Linked DNA regions of Rattus norvegicus: all the other regions are linked to region 1. The links are chromatin contacts, called in public Hi-C maps. All regions are on one chromosome and are shown on one strand. The core of a region is the stretch at or near the end of the contact, and the rest is flanking DNA. Distances in the headings are between cores, read along the strand shown.

The links. Hi-C and Micro-C count contacts between places; a contact is called where the count stands out from the background.
Region 2: a contact with region 1 is called in a Hi-C map of liver, with 4 times the contacts expected there. The contact joins two enhancer-like sites. A contact is called at or near these places in 2 of 12 Hi-C or Micro-C datasets (kidney and liver).
Region 3: a contact with region 1 is called in a Hi-C map of liver, with 2.3 times the contacts expected there. The contact joins the promoter of Sox5 here to the enhancer-like site in region 1. A contact is called at or near these places in 3 of 12 Hi-C or Micro-C datasets (Schwann cells and liver).

What each region holds. Positions count from the first base shown.
Region 1 is chr4:178,991,654-178,996,266 of GRCr8, reverse strand. LOC120102510 (a long non-coding RNA gene) reads right to left here. Exons shown (of 3, transcript XR_005504192.2): 1 at 4,074-4,613; 2 at 1,881-1,971. It also overlaps a transcript of Sox5 not described here. Among named protein-coding and RNA genes, the nearest start is that of Sox5, 100 kb to the right of the region's middle. Within about 2 kb of position 2,521, at least 4 of the 93 cell types and tissues checked have an H3K27ac peak or open chromatin away from gene starts, as enhancers often do. A contact at or near this core is called in Schwann cells and liver, where this site is marked.
Region 2 is chr4:178,921,278-178,925,724 of GRCr8, reverse strand. It overlaps a transcript of Sox5 not described here. Among named protein-coding and RNA genes, the nearest start is that of Sox5, 33 kb to the right of the region's middle. Within about 2 kb of position 1,269, at least 2 of the 93 cell types and tissues checked have an H3K27ac peak or open chromatin away from gene starts, as enhancers often do. A contact at or near this core is called in liver, where this site is marked.
Region 3 is chr4:178,888,488-178,892,893 of GRCr8, reverse strand. It overlaps Sox5 (SRY-box transcription factor 5), which reads left to right and starts at 2,445. Exons shown (of 15, transcript NM_001271267.2): 1 at 2,445-2,609. The coding sequence starts at 2,572.

The DNA.
Region 1 (4,613 bases), core at 1,272-3,771:
TAGGCTACTTTGGGAGGTCAGTACTGTGACCACGAACCACAGCGGTTGCACGTGATTGGAAGACACCGGGTGCAAACTTGGCGTTCCGTAAATGTGCGTGCCTAAGTGTGTGTGTGTGTGTGTGTGTGTGTGTGTGTGTGTGAGCATGTTGCACACAACTGAAAGCTTAATGTGAAGTCATTAAGTCATATGATTAGATGTTGGTAAAATCGAAGATAGGGCCTGGCCCCAGTAATTAATGTTTTAGAATAACTGGGTGAGAGCACAGAATGCGTACCAACGGCACACAGATCACCTGCTCGAATCTCAGTGGTGCAGATACTCGTAGTAACCTGCATGGAGTGTACGACCGGGAAGGTCGGGACCCAGGACCACTGAGGAGCGCATCTGCTTCTGCGTTCCAGGTGAGCTATTTTTATCTTCTTCCCATTTTTCTTCTCATTAGCTATGGAAACCCACAGAAACAAGTCACCAAGCGCCCCATTCTGACTTGGATGGCATTTCTCAATCAGGGCACTGTTTCTCGAAGAGAATATCACATCCCACTAATTGTCCTGCAAATCCCCTTCTTAATTAAAATTAAAATCTTCATCCCAGCGACACTGCTTACAAATGTGTGTTCCTTCTTGTTCTTCAGAGGCAGATGCTTTGGGTACAACTCCCTTTTTTTTTTTCCTTTGGTGGGGTAACTCTGGTGAGAAAAATTTACGGGCAATTGATTTTGTTTTGTTTCTAGCTGTGGCGATAAAAACTCTAAAGCAAAAGTAAACAGCGCTCGTGGGGCAGGGGCACCATGGTGCACGGCTACACCGTTCGCTTTATGGCCCTGATGATGCTAACTCTAGTACAAGGTGTAATGGTTCTGACTGTGCCCTTTCTCTCTGCTTTGGGCTCCATTGTGCCTAGGCTGGCTACAGTGGGACTGCATTTAATTCTCTGCCGGGTTACCCAGTCCCCCGAAATAGCAAATGAACTTCTCAGACATCAGGTACCAGCCCTGCAACAACACATTAAATACCAAAGATGTCTGAATAACAGTAATGGTGGGAAAGTCTCTGGCAGGGTTCACTCTTTGTAAGGGGATGAAGGGGGTGGGGGTGTTAGCAAACTAGGAAGAATGGACTTTGTCATGTGCAAATATGGTGACCATAAATGGTGCTGGGGGCCTTTCCATTGTCCCCTGAGTCTGCCTTGGGAGAAAGCGGGCCAAGGGGAAGAAAGACACGTTTGATAGAGTTGTGAAGAATGTTTGAATGGAGACTGGGTGTTGGGCATTGTCTTGCAGTGACCTCAATTCGGTACAGTAGAGACCCTTAAAGGCACTGTCTGAAGTCACAATACTGCTATTCTCCTCCGTTTAGTAAAAGGGATTAGTTAAAAGGGTGGCGTTCCGTGCCCAGAGTTCCAACTATTCCATGAAACAAAAGGCCCGAAATGTTTTTGAAGTTATTTTTAATTGAGTTGAACTAATTTAATAAAGGTCCTACGGAGGAAAAAAAAATAAAGGAATGTGATTGTTTTATGATTCCTCACAGATGGAGGGGACATTTATAGCTCGTTTCTTCCTTTAGTGTTCCAGAGAACAGTAGCCCCATTTACAGCTACTGTTAGCAATTTAAAACTGCTCCAAAATGAAGTCTTTCAAGAAGTTGACAGCTTATAAATAAATCTGTCTGATAAAACTGAGCATAAACTGCATCTGTGGTTAGTTTGCCAAAATTAATTCTACATTTAATTAGAGATAGCAGTCAAACATATTTAATAAAAAACAGTCTTGGAGAGTAAATCAAATGAAGTCAGTTTTTCGCAGACGTTAAGCTTTCTGGTTTTTTTTTTGTTTTTTTTTTTTTTTTTTGGAAGGAGTGATGAAAAGACCTCACCTCTCTGACTGCGCGTTCTGTGGCACTGAGAGCTCTAGGGAGCTGGGGAAGCCAGTGAGCTCCGCTCTGCTTCCAAAGGTTCCTCCATCAGCTGGGGTAAAGAGAGAAAAACGATCACTGTGCTGTTTCTCTCTATCTCATCGCTGCAATTTACTGTGATGCCCTAAATACTAAGGCCACAAGTCACGGGTGTATTACTATTAATAATTCCAGAGGCCATCTGAGCTGATCCACATTTGTGTACAAACAGCATGTGAGAGTCTCCTTTAAAGGGGTTTAAAATTTCTTGGGACATCATGACTTGTGTTTAGAGAGGCAGAGACAGAGACAGGTAGGTAGGTTGGTAGGTAGGTAGGTAGGTAGGTAGGTGGATATGTGGGTAGATGGGTGGGTGGGTGGGTAGGTAGGTAGACAGATGATAGAATGATAGATAAAAAGATAAACATATAGATCAGCTGCTGCAGACAAAGACTTTGGCCCATGCGGTTGGCCTATTAAATATTTGTTCATGGCATGCTAAAGAGCCGTGGAAACCTGAGGAGACACATACCTACAAAATTCACAGGTCCACCCCAAAGCAGCAGACACTGCTTTACCACATCAGTGACTGACGGTTCAAAGAGGGAGCCAGCAGACCTTCAAACATTGGGAAACTCAACAAAGTCCAAAGTACTGGGCGAAGTTTGCAGAGGACAATAGAAGCCAGTGCTAGCAAAAAAAGAGAAAATTCCATGCCACGAGAAAGAGCTTGAAGCACATAAGAACCCACACAAAGGAGAGTAAGGGCAACTTAGCCCCAGTCGCATTTGTTTAAGAAGTATGATATTTCTAGGAATTCAGGAAGTTGAACAAACACCGTCCTATATATTATGGGAGATACATAAAACTGTTACACTTAGCTAGCACGAAGCAATTTGGATTAGAAGTTAAACATTTATTTATGGAGCTTAATGTGACAGTCATACGATGATTAATCCAGACTAAATATGTTCCCAGATAGCCACGTGTTCTGGTTATGGGTAATTTTAATGCTACTTCTGACTAAAACGCACCAGGCCTTAGCTGCTTTCTCTCAGCTACTGCAATGTCATTTTGCGTGTTCAATATCCTCTAAAAAAACAAGTTTGGGGAACTCACTAGTTTACTTTCTCAGTAACTTCATCAAAATTTTGATGAAAGTTTCTTTTGGTGTTGTTTTGTTTGGTTTGTTTGTTTGTTTGTTTGTTTTGGAAAAACAGGACATAAAAATAATACATACTTATTCCTGAAGTTAAAATAGTTTATCATGAATTTGAGGTTTGCCCCACATACTTGACATAAATGCCATTCAAGAAAATGCAGAACGTTTATCTCCCAGTTGCTTTTTAGTTCTATCGTGGAATAATGGTGCCGAAAGGCTGCTGTGTTATAATTGCTTAATAATTTATTAAGGTACAGATTATTGTCAAGATATACTATTAAAGTATTAAAAGTGGATACCCCAAAACAAAGGGTTAACTGGTTCGATTATACTTTACCACGTAAATCATTAATAGCATGAATGGTCAATCTTCCTCACTAGACAGCTGGGTAGCTAGGAGACAGACAGACAGACAGATACATGCATGTACATAAACATACATACATGTATATATGTGAGGTAGGAGATAGACATACAGATACACACACATGTACATGCACATACATATGTATATACATGTGAGGTAGGAGGTAGTCATACAGATACACACATGTATATGCACATACATATGTGTATACATGTGAGGTAGGGAATAGTCATACAGATACATACACATACATACATGTACAAGCATATACAAACATGTATATATGTGAGGTAGGAGATAGTCATACAGATACACATGCATGAACATACACATACATCAATGTATACATGTGATCCAAAGGAATGGTGATTTTAATTAATGACTTAAAATGAAGATGGAAAAAATACTTGTTTCTTTGTCATTGAAGTATTAGAGATAACTGATGCAGCCTCGTGGACAAAATCAATGTTCCTTTCATGTAGTAAGAATATATTTTTAAAGAAACATCAATATTTTTGTCACCCAGAACTGTGAAAAAATAGCTTAAATTATTTCAATTTCACAACTAGATTTAAGTTCTTAAATGAAGAGTTGTAGGGTTGTTAAGAGTTACAGTCATGAGCTAACAGTTAACTCAGTCTCTTACCGCCACAGTAGCCAGTCCTTCCCTCAGGGGAACTGTGGCTGGGCAAGCCACTTTCTCAGGCAGACGTCAAGGCACTGCTCTATCTTTAAAAGGCGGGGCCTGGCTGGGTCCTCCCTAAAGCAACTCTTGGACTTTAGTTCTATGACGAAAGCATCTCGCCACGTCAAACATACCCTCGCTTCCTTTCACAGTTCTGTCCAAGTCCATGTTGTGACACTTACCCCAGCTACTCGATGTGGACGACGGAGACTCTGTGTTTGGAAATCTCTGTAGATTTTGCCAAGCCTCAGATGTCCATGATAAATGCTAAAGAGAAAAGAGAGAGGGTTGATTCTCTTAATCTCTGCTTTAGAAATTCTCTTCTGAGAATAAAACTTGCCATTTCCTCATTTCCAGAGAAAGTGAGATTTTATTAAGAAAGCTTAGTCAAATATATCTAATGTATAAGGCCATCATATATGCTAGAAGACTAAAATTATATATATAATTAAACAGCTGTTCTTTTTCTGGAACTTGCTCTGTCCTAAGCTGGTCTCAAAC
Region 2 (4,447 bases), core at 20-2,519, 69 kb after region 1:
AACGGGGATGTTTCTCTAGACAGTCTCCTGCTTTAATATTCCTGCTGTTGTATGATCCTGATTAAAAAAATGAGAATTCCCCCTTTGTCCCTAAGAGTGACCATCAGGAGCCCCGCAGGGACTTTCTATCCACTTGTTGGTCCCCTTCTGTCAGAAGATCTTTGCCCAAACATTTTCAGAGTAAACAAAACTTCCAACATTAAGACACTTGATGTTAACCACTGATGATGAGGTAAGGAACAGAATAGAGATTGTTCTAGACCAATCCACAGGTTATCTCTCTTCCTGTGAAGGAACTTGCAGCCTTTACCTAGGGTTTCTCCCATCAAGATATGTTTCCTATGAATGATTACTACAAAGGCCTTTGACATCAATGGGCCAGTATACAGCCTGTCAGAAAACTAGCCACAGAACAGGTCTAAAATGAGCATCTACTAAAACAATTCCACATGCAGGTAGAAGATTTGAGTACTTGAATTATAGAATTTTTTGTGGGTCCCCTACTCCCAGAGGAAAAAGCATTCTGGAATCCAGTGCCTAGAAGTTGACGCTTGCCATAAAACTAAACAAAATCAGTGACAGAGTCTCTCATGTTTATGGTCTCTTCCTTTCAGTGGACTTCCTCAGATGGCAATTTCAAGTTGCATTGGTCACTGTGGTAGCCATGTCCCTGGTACAAGTCCTACATTCAAAAAATAGTTCTCAGGTTCTCAGCCACCATTGCTGAGCACTTCTGTAGATTAATAATGGATTTTTAGTGAGCTAAAATGAGGAAAACAGCCGAATGGAACTCACCTGTAATGCCAGCATGTGGAAGGAGACTTGATTTCATCCTCTAAACTACATAATTTACCAGTGACCTGGGGGCAGGGGGTGGGCTTTGTCTTGCTATACTTTAAATCACAAACTATAAGTTTTAAAGACGATGGAGGTTTCCTTGACATAAACTGGAGCCATCTGAGATTGCCTCCACCAGATTACCTATAGGCAAAAGTATGATGTGTTTTCTTGATTGAAGGTTGGTACAGGAGGGCCTAGTCCACTGTGGGTGGCGCCATTCCCTGGGCAGGTGGTCTTGGAGTGTATAAGACAGCAAGCTGAGCAAGGCATGAGAGCATCCAGTTCACAATGTTCCCCCCATGGCCTCTTCTACAGTTCCTGCCTCCAGGTTCCTGTCTTGAATCCTTGCCCTGACTTGCCTCAATGGTGGAGTACTACTTAAAGCTGAAATAAACCTTTTCTCCCCCAAGTTCCTTTCGGTCAGTATTTGTCAGAGCAGCAGAGAGCAAACAAAGACAGGGTTCATTAGTGTTTTCCATGTCTTATTCGGGCAGTGTGTGTGTGTGTGTGTGTGTGTGTGAGAGAGAGAGAGAGAGAGAGAGAGAGACAGAGAGAGAGAGACAGAGAGAGAGAGACAGAGAGAGAGACAGAGAGAGACAGAGACAGAGACAGAGACAGAGACAGACAGACAGACACTAGGGTCTTGGTTGGCCTTTGTAGTTTTCCATGACTGCCTTTGTAACTCTTGAGTTTCTGTCGGGTCACTAATGGTCAGTTTTCGCTTTCATTCTTAATCTCTGTCCCTCCCTCCGCCCCGTTGGTCTAGCTGTGGGTTTGTCAATTTTATTGATCATTTTTCAGAGCCAACCTTGCTTGTATTGATTTTTTTCCTCTTGTTTTCTATTCTGGTTTACTGCTTCTCACTCTTGTCTTTCCTGTTTTCCTGTCATTGGTTTGCTTTATTTCGCCATTCCTTTTCTATTTTCCATGGTGGAAAGTGCAGCCTTCAAATCTCAATATCTTTATACTTCTGCGCGATAAGCAGTTACTGCTATAATTCTCCCTTCAGCACGGCTTTACCTGCAGCGTATGCATTTTTTAACATGGTTCCTTTTCTTTTAGCTCACAGGATTTCTTAATTTTCTGTTATTTTTTTTTTTATTGATCAACAGGTTAGTTAGAACTGTGTCTCTATTTCCAGTTACCAGTTGACATGTTACTTGTCCTCTTATGTTTCTGGTTTCCAATTTAAACCTATACTGACCAAAAAATGCTATTTTTGGTATGATTTCAAATCTTAAAAAAAATCCAGTGAAACTTTTCCCATTGGCTGTCTACCCATGTTTTGTCTGACTTGGCATGTCCTTCCCTCCGTTGATTTTTGTGTGTTTTTCTTTTGTTCGGTGAGTAGTTACCTTAATAATGGCCTTGAAGCAAATGAGTGAGACCGACAACATATATATCATCTCATGGTGTGTGTGCACGTGCGCGTATTGTGATGCGATGTCTGCAGTACCTATGGAGACCAGAAGAGGGGATTGGATTCCTTTAAGCTGGAGTTAACAGTTACAGGCAGTTGTAAGCAACCCAACCTAGGAAATGCACTCAGGTCCCTTGGAAGAGCAGCAAGTCCTCTTAACCACTGAGCCATCTCTCCATATCCCCCTCACTGGACTTTCACTCATTTGAGAAGAACAAATGTGCACAAAGCATTCTCTCTCTATCTCTCTCACTCTGCTATTGAAATATCACCAAATGCCAAAGCCGCCTTTTAAATTTTGTGAGAGTTTCACAGAGTGCATGACTCTGAAATTAGTGTATCCTTGGAAGGCCTTGTACTTCTGAGTCTCCTGCCTCAGCGTCCCGTGTAGCTGGAATTAGAGCTGCAGCTGTTTTCTCCAGCTCATTGACTTATTATTAACTGGGTGGTTAATTAATTGTATCTTCGAGGTACTGGGGCTTGCCCGTTATTTATTCCTCTCTCACACACCCATGAGATGCGTATGTCTTATCTATCCTCTACATAATATAGGTCCTGCATTTTTAACTACCTTCTGTTAATATTGATTGTGTTTCTACACCACATAATTAATGCTCATCATTAAATTAGAGTGGTTTATAGAACTCTTACAGTCATTACTATATGCCTCATCTCTGTCCCAGAAAGCCACTTTGTGGGTGTCATGTGGCATCAGGTAATTTCTCGAAACCTTCAAAGGCTTCATTCTCCACTTCCAGTTCCTCATCTCCCTCCCTTTGCTGAAGATGAGACTCTTTCCTACTCCATTTTCATAAATCTCAACTTTTCTTGCAGTCACTTGTGGATCCTTTGATACCCCTGTAGCCAAATTTTATGTGGGTTTTTAAATATATTTTCCCAACTGTAGAAATGTTGTTTGGTTGCCCACTCTTCATTGTTTTAGTGACATGCTAAAGCGCCATCTTGTACTGTCTACTTTCATTATTAAAACAGATCTTCTTTTCATTTCTAACCATCCTTGGAGCAATGAGCTCAGCGGTCTGTCCTGTCCGCGGTGAAGTTGGGGGGCCTCTCAGAGATGCTGTCTCCTGACATCGTTTTCTTAGGCTCCTTACAGTTTTCCGAATCTGTGTGTGCCTTGGCGGCTTTGTTTAGAACCTGGGCGATTTGATGACCTGTGACAGTCACCCTGGCTTCTGAACCTTTGCCGCTCTCCATCTTGAGAACTCTTGCTATTGGCCATTTGGTTGTTGATGTGGCAGATGCTGCTGTTGTTATCTTGTGTGTGTGTGACTTTCCTCTTCCGTGGGTCACACTGGAGTCTGTGTTTCTTTTTTGTTTTAAAAATTTTACTTAATTTTTTTTCTTTGAAAAATAAAATCACTCCTTAGAGTTTCCATAAAAGGCCATGGTAACAGCATAGTGATGGTTAAAGGTGATTCTTTGTTGAACCAATAAGACTTTATTAATTCGTTCATCTATCCATTCATTCATCTGTCCATCTATCCATCTACCCATCTTCACTCATTTTGCTACTACTTCTTTTTTTTTTCTTTTTCTTTTTTTCGGAGCTGAGGACCGAACCCAGGGCCTTGCGCTCACTAGGCAAGCGCTCTTCCACTGAGCCAAATCCCCAACCTGCTACTACTTCTTATATACCTACTGGGTGTCAAGCATTCTTCTGATCCTGGAAACAGAAACAAGAGAAAGAAGGATTGTCTTCTTCATCGTAGAGTCCTTCAAACTCATAGTCTCTCACGTCAGTATGCTGGGAACAGAACTGAGGTTACTGAGAATAGTGTTGCGATTGGACCAGTGGGTCAAAGACAGCCTCGTGGTAGAACATTTGAGTTTCGATCTGAAGGATGACTTGATGTTAACTAAGCAGGGAGAATTTGATACACAGAGAAGATTTGTGGTATCTGCGGCAGGGGAAAGAAAGTTACAGCAACAGCAGGGGTTAGGAACATTTCATAGGACTATTGGGGGGAGGAATGAGAGCTAGCTTGGAACTGAACCTGTGGAAAAGAGGGAGGGAGGAGACTGGGTGTTCATTGTTTCTGGAGGCCTTTCTGGTTGTAGATGGCTGGCGCATAGAGGCAGGACATTCGTGGCCGAGAATAGCCCAGAGAACAGATGGTCACTGTGCTCTGAGCAAGACACGCTGGAGCCTGGAACAATATGGAG
Region 3 (4,406 bases), core at 1,196-3,695, 100 kb after region 1:
GTTACTTTGACCATCATTAATAGGAAAAGAAAATTTTATTTCACACACACACACACACACACACACACACACACACATATATATATATATATGTATATATATATATATATATATATAATCTGTCAGTGCATTAGAGGATGGGGCTCTTAAGGGATTAAAAATAGATATTTATGATAAATGCCAAGACTCTCATTTTTATATGTAGCAGTAGGTTGGTGTTGTAATAAAAAATAACTTGAGGCTAATGGCATAAAAAAATAATGAGTAATATCCTTCCCCTTCCCCAACTGCTGAAATGAGAACCAAGTAATTTTGACACATCCCTGTTAACAGCTTTCAGGGTGGGTCTTAGCTCCATGTTTTGTTAGTGCCTTAACTCCATAGTGACATGCTCAAATCCTCCTCTGCTTTGAGACAGAGAGGGAGTGTGTGTGTGTGTGTGTGTGTGTGTGTGTGTGTGTGTGTGTGTGTGCCTGAGCCCACGCGTGTATGCATGTTTCTAGATCTCTCCTGAATGCTGGATCTGATGATTAAGTTATTTTCAACTTTGTCCCCAAATTTCTTAGCTCTGAATTAAGAGTAAATACTCCAGCAGGAGTAAAGCAGTCGGAGATTTTCCCCCTCGGAATACGTGTATGGTGTGTCATTGTGTACGTCTGAAAAAGTAAACTTACTGTCTGCCTGTCGCCAGGATAAAAAAAAAGTGGGACCTAATCAAACTGCTGTGGGGTCAACCCTTGTGGTTTTAAAGGCCCTTAATGTTATCCAGCTGCGAAATAAAAGGGACCGGGAGGGGGAAGGTAGGAGGAGTGGAGGGGGTTGGTGGGGTAGGGGGGGAGCCTGTGGAAAAGCACAGAGAGTCTGGCTTTTATTTTTATTTTTTTTAAGTGAGTTCAGTGCCAGCCTGGACATTGGGTGTGCGGACTATTGAGCCATTGTCTCTCCCATTTCCAGAGTAGCCCCCAGTTAATCACTTCGGCTTTGAAGGGAATTTCCTCGTGGAATTCTCCACAGAAAATCTAATCAACTGACCTGCCCTCTCAACAATGGAAGGCTTTTTTTCCCTCTCTCTCCCTTATTGGGGCGGGCTCTGTAATGTAGCCTTCTGTGCACAATGAACCCTCCCAGTAGGAGTGGAGAGCATGTGTGTGAGTGACTGTGTGTAGAAAGCGCACTATCTCGTGTCGGTGAGCGTGTGCTTACTCCGTAGCCAGATGCTGCTGTGCACTGGGACAGCCACCATCCCCTTGTGCCCGAGTAGGTGCCTCTGTCATTCCATGTCAAAGGTACCTGATTACCTTCCTCGCCTGCCAGATTTTTATCTAGATAATTGGAACTGCTATAGAGGCTGTGCCTTGCCAGCCAGCTTAGGATTTGGAGAACCAGAGTTTGCCCAGCTTATCTGTCCTTGCCTGGACAGAGGAAATTAAAGAGCCCCAGGGCTGGGGGGGGGCACACCCGCTTTTTTCAGCCCTAGCTCCCAGGTCCTGGGGAGCAGGACAGTGGACTGGTCAGGCCATCTTCTGGTTTGGGGTTTGAGATTTCCCCGAGCGCCTGCATGCTGTGCCTGGCATGCAGATACCTGCTCTCCTCCACGCCTGGTTTCTGGAGTTTGAAGCTACAGAAACTTTGCCTGGGTTGCCAGGACATCCAGAGCACTTTGTGGAAAGCGGGAGCTAGCACTGAGCCCAGCAGAGTGAGTGACAGCCTGTTTACAGGTTTCCTTGAAGGGGCCTCTGCTATATTTCAATCTGTCAAAGTTGCTTTTCTTCCCTTAGAACAATGCCTGATTGTTGTATGTGAGTGAGTGAGTGAGTGTGTGTGTGTATGTGTGTGTGCGTGCGCGCGCACGAGCACCCCCATGCCTGTGTGTTTCCGTGTGCGTTTAGAGAGAGAGAGTGTGTGTGTGGGGGTTGGTGGTTGAGGAAAAACAATTCTTTGTGTAAAAATGCTGTGACTGAAGTGTAATCATTTTGCTTAATTAGTTAATACTCACAGTTTGATCGGGGCTCCGTTATTACAAAGTTATTTTTTAATCAGCCCCGAATGTGTTTTGCACAATGATACTGGTGGCAGTGGTGTGCGTGCATGTGTGTGTGTGTGTGTGTGTGTGTGTGTGTGTGTGTGTGTGTGTGTGACTTTTATTATTTAGAGGAGGGAGAGAGCATGGGAGACTAGTTGACTTCTACCATTCAGTGATGTCCAGGAGACAGAATTAGGAGGAAGGGACGGACGCCCGGAGGTTGTCTAGTGCCTAGTAGTCGGAGTGTGCCGCTGTGCAGAGGGGGAGTAGCCAGACCGCTGTTGGAAGTGTACTACCCCTTTAAGAGAATGGTCAAGGAGTCCTAGGAGAGAGAGAGAGAGAGAGAGAGAGAGAGAGAGAGAGAGAGAGAGAGAGAGAGAGAGAGAGGAGGGGAAGGGGGAGAGGGAGAAAGGGAGAGGGGGAGAGAGAGAGTGAGAAGAGACAGAAAGAGAATCCATTGGTTTAGAAGGTTTGGACTGACTTGACAGGTTCAGTTGGAGCCGATCATAGGTGGCCGCTGTGACAAAGGGAAATTGTGCTTTTCCAGCATGCTTACTGACCCTGATTTACCTCAGGAGTTTGAAAGGTGAGTACTGTTTGGTTTTTTTCCCCCCCTAATATACTGAAGTGCAAACTCTTCATTTCGCAGTAGTCCGTGAATCCCCTGGAAGATGCCTCCCCCAGACTGTGTGTTAAAGCAGCTCTGAGCTCCGGTCTCTGCAGCCTTGGGAGCTGATTTCTGTTGTGGTTGCCCGGACCAAATTGAACTGATTTGCAAAGTCTCCTCCGAGCTTACTGCTAATGTTTTTAGGTTGCGTCGGATCACAGGCAGGAAATTAAATGAACATTAAGCATCTCTCTCTCTCTCTCTCTCTCTCTCTCTCTCTCTCTCCTCCCCCCCACCCCCTTTGCTGCTGCTCCCTTCCTCGGTTAGGCTCCCAATTTCTGCTTTCATTGATCCCCCGCACACCTTTTGTAGACTGCTAGCATATTCAGGGATCTCTGTCTCCTGTAATTTCCGAAGTGACACAAGGCTTAGGCTGTGGTGGTTAAAGCAGAGGCTGTTAAATTCCTGTTTGATCCTTCTGTTAAACTTTGGAAACTGCTCCGAAAGGCAGGACCTTTTGTTGATATGGGAGAGAGCCCTGCTGTTGTGGTTTTTTTTCCCCAAAGAAAATTTAACATCACAGTTAAATATCAGCAGATGATTCTCGATGTGTCTGAAGAGGGGAAGAAGGGAGCAAACAAGGCACCCCCCTCCCTTTTTAAGTTTAGAGGCTACTTTTGTTTTTGCTGTCTTAACTGAATTTTGATAAACTACACTTTCCGCTGTGCTCTGATGGAGGGAGTTAAGTGTATCTTTAATTAGTTGTTCCTATTTAGAGGTCCGTGCAGTTCCCTTCCATTTGATGTTGCTGCAAGTAACGTGGGGAGGGGGGGCTTTTAAAGAATTTTAGCCCTCCCCGTGTCCCTGTAATTATACATTACAATTTTTAACTTTGAGTTCTTATCCTCGTGCAAGTTCATTTTTTGAACTATAAATAGATTTTTGTTTGCCATTAAAAAGAACTCAAACTTCGTATTCTGTATGGTGAATTTAAAAAAAAAAAAAAAGCTAAAAAAAGCCGGGATGCAAGATACCCAGGCGTTTTCCATTTTCATGCAAGCTATACCTTCTGTGTAAACATTTGTTGTATCTGACTATGCAAGGCAAGCTAGGTGCTAGACCAGCTGGTTAAAAATATGCTAAGTCAAGCTGTTCATCACTCAAATGCCTGAATTTGATATGAAAAGACGAAAAAAGAAAGGACAAAGATTAAAACATTTTAGAACTGAAGCCACGGAAGAGAGAAAGTGTGGAGAGGAAAAGAAGCCTAGGGATGTGGTCACATTTTAGAGAAGCCACTGTGTGACCAGGAAAGAAAGTAAAATGTGTAATGTGTGTGTGTTGTAACACTGCCTTTCTCCGTCTCCCTCGCCCCTTAACGAAGAAGGTGGCTCTATTGGGACAGTTTCGAATTGATTTTTCCGAAGCACTGCATAGTAACTCTTCTAACTAGTTAGTTTTCCTCTACAAACATAGTATCGTTCCTCTGTGGATATGGAAGTTGTTCACAGTGAAACATATTATTGTCTAATGTAGCGATCTGTTAATTGATCAGAACCAGTTTCCCAACATGTGCAGAGGAACGTATCAATGGTATTTTTTCTTAATTGCAATTATATTATTATTATTTTATTATTGTTATTATTATTTGCAAATAACACTCTGATTTGTAACCTGTTAGCTGAATGTTCTTATAAAGAGGCAGTTACATATTAACAGGCACAGCCTATTTCTCCATATAAGCAAGCTGCCTGCTGGGAACTTTATTTGTATTTT